Linked DNA regions of Mus musculus: region 1 is linked to region 2. A link is a contact called in public promoter capture Hi-C data. All regions are on one chromosome and are shown on one strand. The core of a region is the stretch at or near the end of the contact, and the rest is flanking DNA. Distances in the headings are between cores, read along the strand shown.

The links. Promoter capture Hi-C pulls out the DNA fragments that hold promoters and counts their contacts.
Region 1: a contact with region 2 is called in a promoter capture Hi-C map of pre-B cells. The contact joins two enhancer-like sites. A contact is called at or near these places in 10 of 39 promoter capture datasets (the C10 cell line, the HPC-7 cell line, cranial neural crest and 6 more), 1 of 15 datasets of contacts at CTCF or cohesin (the NIH/3T3 cell line), 2 of 484 Hi-C or Micro-C datasets (muscle stem cells and nephron progenitors) and 3 of 115 datasets of contacts at active chromatin or transcription factors (cardiomyocytes, microglia and trophoblast stem cells).

Annotation. Positions count from the first base shown.
Region 1 is chr7:75,668,096-75,674,972 of GRCm38.p6, forward strand. All of the region lies in intron 10 of Akap13 (A kinase (PRKA) anchor protein 13), which reads left to right. Among named protein-coding and RNA genes, the nearest start is that of AU020206, 110 kb to the right of the region's middle. Within about 2 kb of position 1,591, at least 106 of the 459 cell types and tissues checked have an H3K27ac peak or open chromatin away from gene starts, as enhancers often do. A contact at or near this core is called in pre-B cells, where this site is marked.
Region 2 is chr7:75,398,020-75,404,550 of GRCm38.p6, forward strand. No RefSeq gene overlaps it. Among named protein-coding and RNA genes, the nearest start is that of Gm46017, 36 kb to the right of the region's middle. Within about 2 kb of position 1,327, at least 87 of the 459 cell types and tissues checked have an H3K27ac peak or open chromatin away from gene starts, as enhancers often do. A contact at or near this core is called in pre-B cells, where this site is marked.

The sequences.
Region 1 (6,877 bases), core at 341-2,840, 270 kb after region 2:
TATGTGTGCTTGTCTAACTAATAGTAAAAAGATTTTTTAGATTTATTTTTATGTTTAAGTATGTGTCTGGGGGTGCGCATGGAGGCAGAAGCAGGCGTTGAGTCCCTTAGAGCTGGCATTACATATTGTATAAGCTACCAACATTCATTCTGAGAAATGGACTTAGGTTCTTAGGAAGAGCAACAGACATTCTTAACTAACTGCTGAGCCGTCTCTCCAGCTTAACTTCTGTTTTTTAAGTTGAATAATTTTCCTTCAGGAAATACTTGCTTGCCTATCTCTTAGATATATAGCATGTGAACAGTTTGTTACTGGTATTACACCCTCTCTGTGCAGAAGAAAATTTATAAAAAGGACCTTTGCTAGATACTGCACATTTTTTCCCAGGGAGAATAGACAACAACTGTTTTTAAAGCTGAAGCCTGTAACTCAGACAAACTTCCACCTACATTGTAAACTCTTCAGTGCTTTAGAGAAAAGCCAGGCAGGGTGAATGAACTTTCACCTCCTCATGAGTGCGTGGGAATGTCCAGATGGCCTGGGACCAGGTCAGGGTGGGGGTGGGGATGACCAAGAGTCCTTGGAATAACTGAGTTTCCTAGTGTTGATAAAATTAAAGCCTACTTAATAATATTGACAAGTCACTCATTCACCTGAATATTTCTATATATGTTTATCTCATTTCATAAGTCCAGCAACCAGATTTTTTTTTTTTTTTTGTCCCTCATACCATACAAGTAACAGAGGTTTTGATTGGTGTGCTGGCTACTTTTATGTCAACTTGATCCAGACTAGAGTCATTTGAATAGAGAAGATTAGCATGGCCCCTGCAGAAGGATTTGTGAAGTGTTCCATATTTTTCCAGGGTGGGAGTGGGGGAGCGCCCTCTTAGAGGAAAGGGGGGGGGAGGGATGGGATAGAAGGGTTCCAGAGTGGCTAAGACAATTCTTCATTTTCTTGATTGGTGATTGATGGGGTAGGGCCCAGCTCACTGTAGGTGGGGCCACTCCTGGGCTGGCAATCCTTGGTGTAAGAAGGCAGTCTGAGCAAGCCGTGTTGAGCAGAGCCTGTAGGCCTCTTCCATGGCCTCTGTATCTGCTCCTGTCTCTGGGTCCCTGCCCTGTTTTGAGTTCCCACCTTGACTTCTCTCAGTGTTGGACTGTCATACAGATATAGAGTAAAATAAAGTCTTTTCTCCCCAAGTTCCTTTCGGTCATGATATTCTATCAAAGCAATAGAAACCCTAAGACAACTGGTAAACAATTTTGTGTAAAATAACTGAGTGACTGAGAAAAACTAAGATTTGCATCGAGGCCTGACTCTTAACATCTCTTCCCTATCTTGTTGCTTTACTTTCAGTTTCTTCAGCATGGCTCTAAAAACCAGCTGGTAGACAGACCCTCGATTCTGCTTTCCTAAAGTCATTCTTACAGTGTGTGCTGTGCAGCGTCAGTTACTTGGTGTCTTCCCAGGGCCTTAAGTTCTTCTCTTTCAGTCTTCTGGGGTTTGGAGGGAATCTTTAGGCGAGCCATTGCCACATGCTTTCCTGTGAACTGTGAGTGGTGCGTTAGCTCACTTCCTGTAGCCATGGATTTATCTTTAGCCCTTCCGAGGTCTCAGTAACAACACGAGCCTCCTGGGAAATGTGACTCTTTGGTGAGTGTTGAGGGCTTTATGTTTATTCTTACAAATATTTGCCTGTTCCTAGGGTCATTTTTAGATCAGCAGCATAAATTTATACTTTGTTTTTAAACTGAGATGAAATCCTGCAATTCTTTTTGGAACTATCTGAGAAAGAAAGTATGTAATCATAAAATAATAACTGATTCAGGACTTAAGATTCTTAGGTAGAATACATAAAAACATAACATGACTTGGGGCATGTCGTGAGTGTTTAAAATATTAGTTGTTTTTCAAGGCAGTAGTATGTCTTATGTATAATATAAATAATAAATACTAGCTGAATAAATGAAAGGCTATTTATTGGCAGTATTAAACATGATTCCTTTAGCTATAGTAACTGTATAAAATTTGTGGTAGTTTTGTCTTTGTTGTGTTTAGCAATATAGTGTTTATCTTTCTATAGATACAGATATAGATAGTATAACTTTCTAAGAGAACTAAACAGGTATTTCCCCCTAAATACTGTTATAAAAGTACAGGAAAAAAAAAAGGACTGTTGAATTTTGCACAGAGCACCCATCCATTTATCTTCCAGCCGCCATCATTTTTATTATGTTTACTTACTACATAAGTGTGTTCTCTTTACCCCATCTTCCTAAACTTGATGATAGATTTCAAAACAAATTACAGATATTTCCGTACACAGGTGTAAATTCTTAGAATCAGTATTCTTCTAAGGTTGATGAATTTGAGGGAGACACACTATATATAAATATATGTATAACTTGTGTATATAAACCCTAAAAATTCATTTGTTTCTGGTTTTTCAAGACAGAGCCATTTTGTGTAGCCTATACTAGAATCTGCTCTGTAGACAAGTCTGTCTTAGAACTCACAGAGATTCACCTGCTTCCTCCGCCTCTAGTTGCTAGAAGTGCTGGAATTAAAGGCATGCACTGCCACTGTCTGGCTTTGGTTGATGGTTGGTTGGTTGGTTGGTTAGTCAGTCGGCTTTTTAAGGCAGGGTTTTTCTGGGTAGACCAGACTGTTCTGGAACTTGTTCTGTAGACAAGGCTGACCTCAAAATCTGCCTTCTTCTACCTTCCGAGTGCTCAAATTAACCACGCGCACCACCACCACCTAGCTTGGTCGTTTTTGATAAACACACCCACTACCTTTGTAACCTGGAGCTGCATGAACACATAGGCTATATAAGTATAACCATGGAAAGTCTCTTTACAAGGCATCCCTTCTCAATGACCAACCCATCAGAAGGAACAAAAAATATTCCCCATCAAAGATTTTTCTCTGATTGAGATTCTCATATAAATGGCATATATAATGTCACATAGATGGCATATAAATCTGAAGAATAGTGTTTCTCCTTTACAGCCCTGGGAGTGAGGTTTGGAATTTGTAGTCATCCAAGAGACAAGCTGTCTCACAGACTGGCCGTGTGTCTCTCTCTCTCTCTCTCTCTCTCTCTCTCTCTCTCTCTCTCTCTCTCTCTCTCTCGTATTCTCACTAGTGATGTATGAGAATCTCAGTTATTCTACATCCTTAGTAACAAACAGTTGTTTCCACTGTTACTGTTTCTGGTATCCATGCAGTATTATCTCATTATGGTTTTGATTTGTATTTCCTGACAACTAGTGATATTAAACAGATTTTCACTTGTCCATTGGCAACTCGTGTGTCTTCCTGTATAGAGCATCTGTTCATATCTTTGCCCATTAAAATAATTGGGTTATTTGTTGCTACCGAGGAGTGGATGATATATATCCTGGATACTGTTCCTTTATTAGATCCATGATTTGCAAACACCTTCTCTTATACCATTTGCCTATTCATTTATGTAAAAATGTCTTGGTTAGCTAAGATTTCTAATTTGATGAAGTATAATTTAATAGATTCTTACTCAGCTTACTGCTTTGTGTGTCCTTCCCAGTTGCTTCTCTGCTCCCTGTCTTCATGTTTTGCTTTAAAGATTTGTAATTTGGGGCTTTTATTTTCAAGATTAAGACATCTCTCAGTATTATATTTCTTTTTTTCTTTTGGCATTCAATATTTTTATTAAACCAATACATTTTTAATTTTATTTTAATTAGGTATTTTCTTCATTTACATTTCCAATTCTACCCCAAAAGTCCCCCATACCCTCCCCTCCCCCCCACTCCCCTACCCACCCACTCCCACTTCTTGGCCCTGGCATTCCCCTGTACTGAGGCATATAAAGTTTGCACGACCAATGGGCCTCTCTTTCCACTGATGGCCGACTAGGCTATCTTCTGCTACATATACAGCTAGAGACACGAGCTCCGAGGGGGGGGGGGGTACTGGTATCATATTGTTGTTCCACCTATAGGATTGCAGATCCCTTCAGCTCCTTGGGTACTTTCTCTAGCTCCTCCATTAGGGACCCTGTGATCCATCCAATAGCTGACTGTGAGCATCCACTTCTGTGTTTGCTAGGCCCTAGCATAGTCTCACAAGAGACAGCTATATCTGGGTCCTTTCAGCAAAATCTTGCTAGTGTATGCAATGGTGTCAGCATTTGGAAGCTGATTATGGGATGGATCCCCGGATATGGCAGTCTCTAGATGGTCCATCCTTTCGTCACAGCTCCATACTTTGTCTCTGTAACTCCTTCCATAGGTGTTTTGTTCCCAATTCTATGAAGGGGCAAAGTGTCCATACTTTCGTCTTCGTTCTTCTTGAGTTTCATGTGTTTTGCAAATTGTATCTTATATCTTGGGTATTCTAAGTTTCTGGGCTAATATCCACTTATCAGTGAGTACATATCATGTGAGTTCCTTTGTGATTGGGTTACCTCACTCAGGATGATGCCCTCCAGGTCCATCCATTTGCCTAGGAATTTCATAAATTCATTCTTTTTAATAGCTGAGTAGTACTCCATTGTGTAAATGTACCACATTTTCTGTATCCATTCCTCTGTTGAGGGGCATCTGGGTTGTTTCCAGCTTCTGGCTATTACAAATAAGGCTGCTATGAACATAGTTGGGCATGTGTCCTTCTTACCGGTTGGAACATCATCTGGATATATGCCCAGGAGAGGTATTGTGAGATCCTCCGGTAGTACTATGTCCAATTTTCTGAGGAACCACCAGACTGATTTCCAGAGTGGTTTTACAAGCTTGCAATCCCACCAACAATGAAGGAGTATTCCTCTTTCTCCACATCCTCGCCAGCATCTGCTGTCACCCGAATTTTTGATCTTAGCCATTCTGGCTGGTGTGAGGTGGAATCTCAGGGTTGCTTTGATTTGCATTTCCCTGATGATTAAGGATGCTGAACATTTTTTCAGGTGCTTTTCAGCCCAGTATTATATTTCTAACTTTAATAACAGCTTTATTTATTTCGGAGGATTCAATCCTAGCTCTCTTTAGAGTCATCTAAAGAGCTTTAAAAGGGAGGTGGGAACACCTAGCTCTGCCAGCTGACTAGCAAAACTAGTCTTTTCTTTTTTTTAAGATTTATTTATTGTTATATGTAAGTACACTGTAGCTGTCTTCAGACACACCAGAAGAGAGCATAGGATCCCATTACAGATGGCTGTGAGCCACCATGTGGTTGCTGGGATTTGAACTCATGACCTTCAGAAGAGTGCTCTTAACCGCTGAGCCATCTCGCCAGCCCCGCAAAATTAGTCTTGAGTTAACCTGTTTTCTCACCTCTAAAATGTTAGAGGTCATGTCTCGGTGAGAGCAAAGTTAGAATAAGTAAACTTCAGGAAATGTCATCACATCGATCTCTGCGGAAAGAGTCTGTGTTAAGGATATATTCTAGTCAAGTTTTTGCCTTTTTAAAAAATGTGTGTGGGAGTAAGATGGCTCTATGGTTAGGAACATTAACTGCTCTTCCAGAAGACCTGGGTTCAGTTCCTAGCACCCGCATGTTTGCTCACAACCATCTTTAACTCCAGTCCCAAGGTATTTGTTGCCCTTTTCTGGCTCCCATGGGCACCAGGCATGCATGTTGTATACACACATACATGCAGGTAAGACACACATATACATAAATAAAAAAATGTTTAGAGAGATGAGGGTATATATATTAACAGGCCACAAGGTGTTCTCATTTTGTTTTAATATTGCTACCTGTGATAGATAGATAGGTAGGTAGGTAGGTAGGTAGGTAGGTAGGTAGGTAGATAGATAGATAGATAGATAGATAGATAGATAGATAGATAGATAGATAGATAGATAGATGGATGCATACATATATACATACTTGTGTTAAAAGTTTGACTTTTGACTTGTTTTAAGAGCTTTAGATTTGAGTCTGGGAATATAGTTCATGGGTAGAGTGCAGGCCTGGCGCTTGTAAGGCCCAAAATCCAGTTCCCAGATGTGCATGCAACACACACAAAGAGTAAGTTGGTGTGTGGAACTGTTTTATTTCTTTAAGAAATATCCTTTTTAGATTAGGTACCAAATTTAAAAAGTACCTGTTATTCTGAACAGGAGTCATTTCCATACTAGGAACTGCTGTCTTAAAAAGAATGTAATAAATAGAATTTAACTCAGAACTGTTGCTCCTCCCTAGTGTTTTAACCCAGGCTATCCTGAAATTCCTGATCACCCTGCTTTACCCTCCACAGGCTAGAGGGTGTGTACCATTATGTTCCACCAATAATTTTATTTTAAAATAATACGTCTAGCACGCTAGAATTTGCATAATGATGTAGTTTTATTTTGCCTCTTAAACCAGTAAAGGGACTCTTCGTTACTAACATCAAGATCTTGCTCTCATTAGGTTTTTTAAAAGGCAACTGAAATAACACAGTAGTACTGTTTGAATCAAAGTAGCATGGATTCAAGTCTGGTTTCTGCTGTTAACTGTAGCACAGCAGGGCTCTTCAATAATCTGGGACTTACGTTTTCTGATCTATCAGTGTTTTTTCTCTCCATTCATCTCACACTGTATTTACAAAGCAGTCTAGGAAATTGAATTTTTCAGAGTGAAGGTAAGCTGAAGCCCAAAAGGTAGAAAGGTGCCTTTTATAGTAGGTGGTAGTATGCTTTGGGCTAGAAGTGTTGTAGGCCTTTTTAAAAAGACTCCAAGTTCAGAGCTGTTTTCCATTTCAAAGTTAAAAGAACTCATTAGTTCTTGTGAGTTTTGACCTTTCTCTTAAAAAAAAAAGATATATGTCTTCACCTTTTCATTACATTTTATATATTCAATTATTGTGTACTTGCATGGGGGGGGGGGGTATATTTCTGGAGGTTAAAGA
Region 2 (6,531 bases), core at 77-2,576:
AAAGGGGGGTGTAAATGTCATGTAAAAAGACACTTTTAAATGTTCCAAAGGGGTTCACTGTACCCAGCAGCTGAACAGCAACATAAGAGATGAGGTCTGTCTCTATAGCCCAGGATGACCTTGAACTTACAGCAATCCCCCAGCCTCAGCCTCTAAAAGGAACCATCACCTTAGCTTATTTTTTAAAATAGAAAACAAAAATGTTATCTCCCATTAAATGAGAAAAACTGATCTAATCAATATCCCCAATACAGCAATTCAAATATCAACTATCAATATCCCCAATATCAATTTTTATAAGAAAACAAAAAGTATATGTCTCACAATGTAGTCTGGGCTGCCCTAAAACTAGCTATACTAGGCTGGCCTCAAACTCATAAAGAGCTGCCTACCTCTGCTTCCTGAGTGCTGTGATTAGAGGCATGTACTACCAAGCCTGCCTAATACACACACACACACACACAGAGAGAGAGAGAGAGAGAGAGAGAGAGAGAGAGAGAGAGAGAGAGAGAGAGAGAGAGAGAGATTATTTTTAAAATAACTTAGGAAACAAGTTAAGGTAGATGACGCAGTTCCAACTTCAGGTTCACTTTCAGCGCATCCAAATTGGCTTGGTTTGATTCATCCAACAAACATCAGTGCCCTGGTTTATGCAGAGTTACAAACTGCAAGGAATGTAGCCACCCACACAGCAGCCAGTGTAGAATAGAAGCTTTGGGCTTTAGGATTGCAGCTAAGAAGGAAGGGAGAAAGGAAAGGAAAGGAAAGGAAAGGAAAGGAAAGGAAAAAGAAAGAAAGAAAGAAAGAAAGAAAGAAAGAAAGAAAGAAAGAAAGAAAGAAAGAAGAAGAAGGAGGAAGGGAGGGAGGGAGAGAGAGAAAGAAGAAGGAGGAGGAGGGGAGGGAGGGAGGGAGGGAGAAAGGAAGGAAGGAAGGAAGGAAGGAAGGAAGGAAGGAAAGAAGGAGGAAGACAAGCAGATAGAAAGATAAGATTCCGGGTCAGGTCTTGATTCTGGACTCACAGTCCAGAACACAGGCTCAGCTTGACTTGAGTACTTACTGACCTAGCCATGGCTCATGGTGAAACATTTTGTTTATTTCTGAGGCGGAGTCTTGCTATGTAGCTGTATCTCAAACCTTGAACTCGAAATCCCCCTGCATCTGCTTCCCAAATGCGGGACTTACAGGCCAGCACCACACATGGCTCTGGTAAAGGCTTCACAGAATAATGTCACCCGGTCTTGCCATCCCATTTGTGACTCAACAGCTCTCTCTGGCCTTCTCAAAAGGAGCAAGTTCCAGTTCCTAAGGCTCCCAGAGTTCTGACGCATATCTAGAAACAGCCACTAGAGGCTGCCCTTGGTTCCCTCACCCAGGACCTAGAAGGCCTGTACATGTCTGGGGGAGGGCTTTGTTCAACCCTGAACACTCTGTTCTGTCCTAACATCCCCACACTCTTCTGGGAGAAATCAACCAACAGGGAAATAAAACAGAGGTTTCTAGAAGCTGCCCCACCTACAAAAGGAGTTCAAAGGCCATTGAACTTTCAAGCTCAGGGAACATTCTGAGCTGTGGGGGGAGGACTCAAGTGTCGGGAGCAGAACTGACTCCTGAAATATGTCTGGAGAAATGTGAGCCAGTAAATCACAGTCCTGCCCAGGGTGGGGACCTAGGCACTTGTCTAAGGAAGGGAAATGGCCTGGCAATGTTAGTGAGCCACCCCACACCCCACCCCACCCTCCCACACTCACAGCTTAGGGCCCATCTTCCCTGATTTCAAAACTTGGACTAACAACTGTTTAAAAGCTTGACCAAGGAAAGCTGATAACAGTAGCAGAGTCAGGATGATTCTTTGATGTGAATTATAAACAGATCATGCAGTCACACAATCACATTATTCAAAACTCAAAAGAATATAGACAGAGGAGAAGCTGGGGAGATGACTCCACCATTAAGAGCGTTTGTAACTCCTGTAGAGGACCTGGTTTCATACAGGGGACCCACAAGGTGACTCACAGATATTAGTAACTCTAGTTCCAAGAGGATCTGATGGCTCCTTCTGGATTCTTTCAGTACTATATACACATGGAGAACAGACATACATGCAGGTAAAACAGAAAATTAGAAAAAAATAAAAATGAGTGTGGAATTATAACCAATAACAAGACTTCTGCCCCACTCATCCCCCAAACCTCCATCTTTCTCCATGTTCTGTCTCCACATACTGTGGTAACCACCATCGTTTCTACCTCACTGTATTATTTTTAGTGTGCTATTTTCTCTCAGACAGGCTCTAATGTAACCTCAAACTGGCCTCGTACCTGCTATGTGGCTGAGGATGATCTTTAACATCTGACCTTCCTGCCTCCACCTACCTAAGTGCTAGGATTTTAAGCCTGCATGGCAGGGCCCCATTTATACACTTACTGAGCCCAGGGCTTCAGACAGGCACTACTTCCTCAGGCTCCTCTTAGCATCCCTTCATGCATGGAGTTAACATAATACATATTCTTTTTTTCCCTCCATACCATACATGTTCCAGATTTTACTCTATTCCCATGATAAAATATTTCAAAGTATTTTTTTTTCACCAGCACATAAATGGCTTCCTCATTCTTTGCATCTCACAGCTGCACAGTGTCCCATTGTATAAAATAAAGCAATTTAATTAGGCTGCCTTCTATTGGTGGAAATCAGGCTGTTTCCCACTTTTGGCGTCTCTAAACAATGCGGCAGGAACTTCATACTCACATCCTTTTTCATGAGCCAGAGCCAGAGTCCTGCATCTAACTAACTCTACTTCATGTTCCTTGTGCTCTCAAGCCAAGGGAAGACCAAATAGAGAGGAGGTTTAACCAATAAAAGCTCCCATCTCCTCCGGTCCACTTTCCTTCCCTAGCTATAAAGTCTGTTTCTATCTCAAACAGTCACAGACACCGCGGAAAAAGAGCTCCTTCCAATTTCTCTCTCTCTATGACTGCTTCACTCTATTCCTTAAATACTGTGTGACTCCAACTGGGCTGAGCTCAAGATGAAATCTAAAGGTGGTCTGTGTAGAATGGGATTTCTGCTACCCTTTTGATCACACTGTTTTCTCCATGCCTTAGAGAAGTCCAAATCTTGCATCCTGGGCCAGCTAGTTTTATGTCACCTTGATACAAGACAGAGTCAACAGAGAGGAGGGAGCCTCAATTGAGAAAAATGTTCCTGTAAGATTGGGCTGCAGGCAAGTCTCTAGAGCACTTTCTTACTAAGAGATTTGATAGGGAATGACCCAGCATCATCACGGGTGATCCACCCTGGGCTAGTGATCCTGGGTTCTATAAGAAAGCAGGCTGAGCAAGCCATGAGAAGCAAGCCAGTAAGCAGCACCCCTCCACGGCCTTTGCACAAGCTCCTGCCTCCAAGTTCCTGCCTTATTTGAGTTCCTGACTTATTTGAGTTCCTTCCTTATTTGAGTTCCTGCCCTGCTCCCTTCAGTGATGGACTATGAATGTGGAAGCCTAAGCCAAATAAACCCTTTCTTCTCCAACCTACCTTTGGTCATGGTCATAACAATAATAGCCCAAACTAAGACACCTATCACAGCCTAGCACAAACCTGGATTTCAGTCTAGACCTTGAAGAAGACCCAGAGAAACTACCTGCTACTTCAGAATCCAGCATCTTCCACCATCTTTGGCTGTAATCTAAGGACTGGTACGTGAACAGAGGCAACACCAGACAGACCAAAGAAAGTCTACTTGCTGAGAGATGTCAAAGCTGTCACCCAGGTTCTCATTCTCAACAGCTATAGACATGTTGTTAATTCTTTTTATAAATAGTCTCAGGTTCACCTCTCAAGGTATCTTTTTTGTTTGCTTGTTTGTTTTAGTTCCCCAAAGTAGGAATCAGAATTAAGAGAGTCTTCAAAAGACAAAAACAAAACCAAGAGAGGGCATGTTGGTTTAAGTCATGGGATTCAGACAATCAGCTGCAGCCTTTGCCGAGAGGGTGTGTCCTTCTATTTTAGAGATGTTTCTTTAACTGCATACCATTGATTTCCTGGGTGAATGGCATAAGGCTAGGTAGGCACTCTTGCCTAAAGGAGATGCAGGGCCATACCAAGTGTGTCGAATACAGCGAGGGGCACAAACCCAAAGTTGTCTGAGGTATAATACAGCTAGCGAGCTATGCCTGGGTCTCCTTGAGAGAAGCATGTGGTGGGGAGAGAGGAGAACCAGGCTTGGATTCCTTGAGGACATGGCACTGAAGCCTTACAGAACCCTCAGGCAGAGGAGGTCAAGAGCAAAGGCCCAGTTGGGGGCACTAGGACCAAAAAGTAAGTCCAATTAACCACCTGGGGTAAGGGGTGATGAATATAGTAAGCTACTAGCTCCCAGAGAGCAAGACTTAAAGGGGAAAGTTGAAACAGAATTGAATTAGATCTCATAGTCCTTGCATATTAGCCATTCCTCTGATCTTACCTTAATTAGACTCTGATCTTAGCTTAATAAGTTCACCCTGACCCTCTTCAACAATTGGAGCGATGTTTCAGCAGAGTTCCCAACAAAGCCTTCCTCAACCGACTCAGCCCTTTGGTCTTATCTGTGACCTATGACCGTGTTCTACTAATCACAACAGAGGCTTAAGCTGCCTCTTAAAATCCACCAGCCTTGCACTACTTTCCAATGATTCCTGTGTCTTGCCCTCTAGTTACTGGCTGGGGAAGGCTAGGCCATAGCTCTCTTGATCCCAAATGTACTGGTTGGATTTTGTCAACCCGTCACAAACCTAGACATATCTAGAAAGAGGGGATCTTAATTAACAAAATGCCCCTATAAGATTGGCCTATAGGCATGTCTATGGTGCATTTTCTTAATTAGTGGTTAATGTGGAAGTTCCCAGCTAACCTCTGGGCTGGTGGTCCTGGGTTATATAAGAAAGTAGGCCAAGCAAGCCATGAGGAGCAAGCCAGTAAGCAGCACGCCTCCATGACTTCTGCATCAGCTCCTGCTTCCAGGTTCCTGCCTTGAGTACTTTCCTTGACTTCCCTCAGTGAAGGAGTATGAAACCTGAGAATTGTGCAGAGGATGAGACAGCCTGAATCTCACACAGCCAACACCTCACAGACAGAATATGCACTGAGGAGGGTTAAGCTCAGAGTCAAACCCCAGCCTCTCCATGCCTGAGCCTCACCCCTTACATCACGCCGAGCATGGTCTCAGTTTATTCAAATCTCACCTAGGGCCAAGTTCTTTATATCCTTTGTTCGAGCTATAGCAGGACTGAGCCATGTGCTTAAATGTCAGAATTTTTTAAACCTGCCACTCTCTTTCTGCCCCAAATAAAATAAAGGGAAATAAGCCCTTTCTTCCCCAAATTGCTTTTGATCATGGTATTTTATCAAAGCAATAGAAACCCTAAATAAGATACCATAAGGGTAGCCCCTTCCCCCTAAGAATGGAGACACAGCAAGACCTTGTTTCAAAGGAAGTTCTTTGACTGTCTGATAATGCTCTCAAAACCTACTCAAATTTCATACTAACCAATGAAATTCAAGTGCCTTACTTCTGCTACCTGCTCTTCTTATAATGACTTCAAACCTCACATTCCTCATCTGTAAAGTGAACAGAAAATAAAACATAAAATAAATATTTGCCTCCACAAAGTGATCGGATTAAAGCACTTGTCATATCATGAGCACACAATGAATGTGTGTTTCCTTCCTCTACGCAGCAATGTCTTTACTAAAAATGACTCTAAGGGCAGTAAGATGGTTCGATGGATAGAGGTGTTTACTACCAAGCTGAACAACCTGAATTTGGTCCCCAGGACCGAAATGGTAGAAGGAGAGAACCAACTCCTGCAAGTTGTCCTCTGACCCCCACACATGTATGTGCATATGTATACACACACACAAATACACACACACACAAAATGTAGTAAAAATGATCGTATTTTCAAATTTCCTAAAAATCAAAGACTTAATAAAATGTTGGGTTTTTTAATAAAAATGTTTAGGATATTAGCCCCAAACCTAGGATACCCAAGATATAAGATACAATTTGCTAAACACATGAAACTCAAGAAGAATGAAGACTGAAGTGTGGACACTATGCCCCTCCTTAGAATTGGGAACAAAACACCCATGGAAGGAGTTACAGAGACAAAGTTTGGAGCTGAGATGAAAGGATGGACCATGTAGAGACTGCCATATCCAGGGATCCACCCCATAATCAGCATCCAAACGCTGACACCATTGCATACACTAGCAAGATTTTATCGAAAGGACCCAGATGTAGCTGTCTCTTGTGAGACTATGCCGGGGCCTAGCAAACACAGAAGTGGATGCTCACAGTCAGCTAATGGATGGATCACAGGGCTCCCAATGGAGGAGCTAGAGAAAGAACCCAAGGAGCTAAAGGGATCTGCAACCCTATAGGTGGAACAACATTATGAACTAACCAGTACCCCGGAGCTCTTGACTCTAGCTGCATATGTATCAAAAGATGGCCTAGTCGGCCATCACTGGAAAGAGAGGCCCATTGGACAT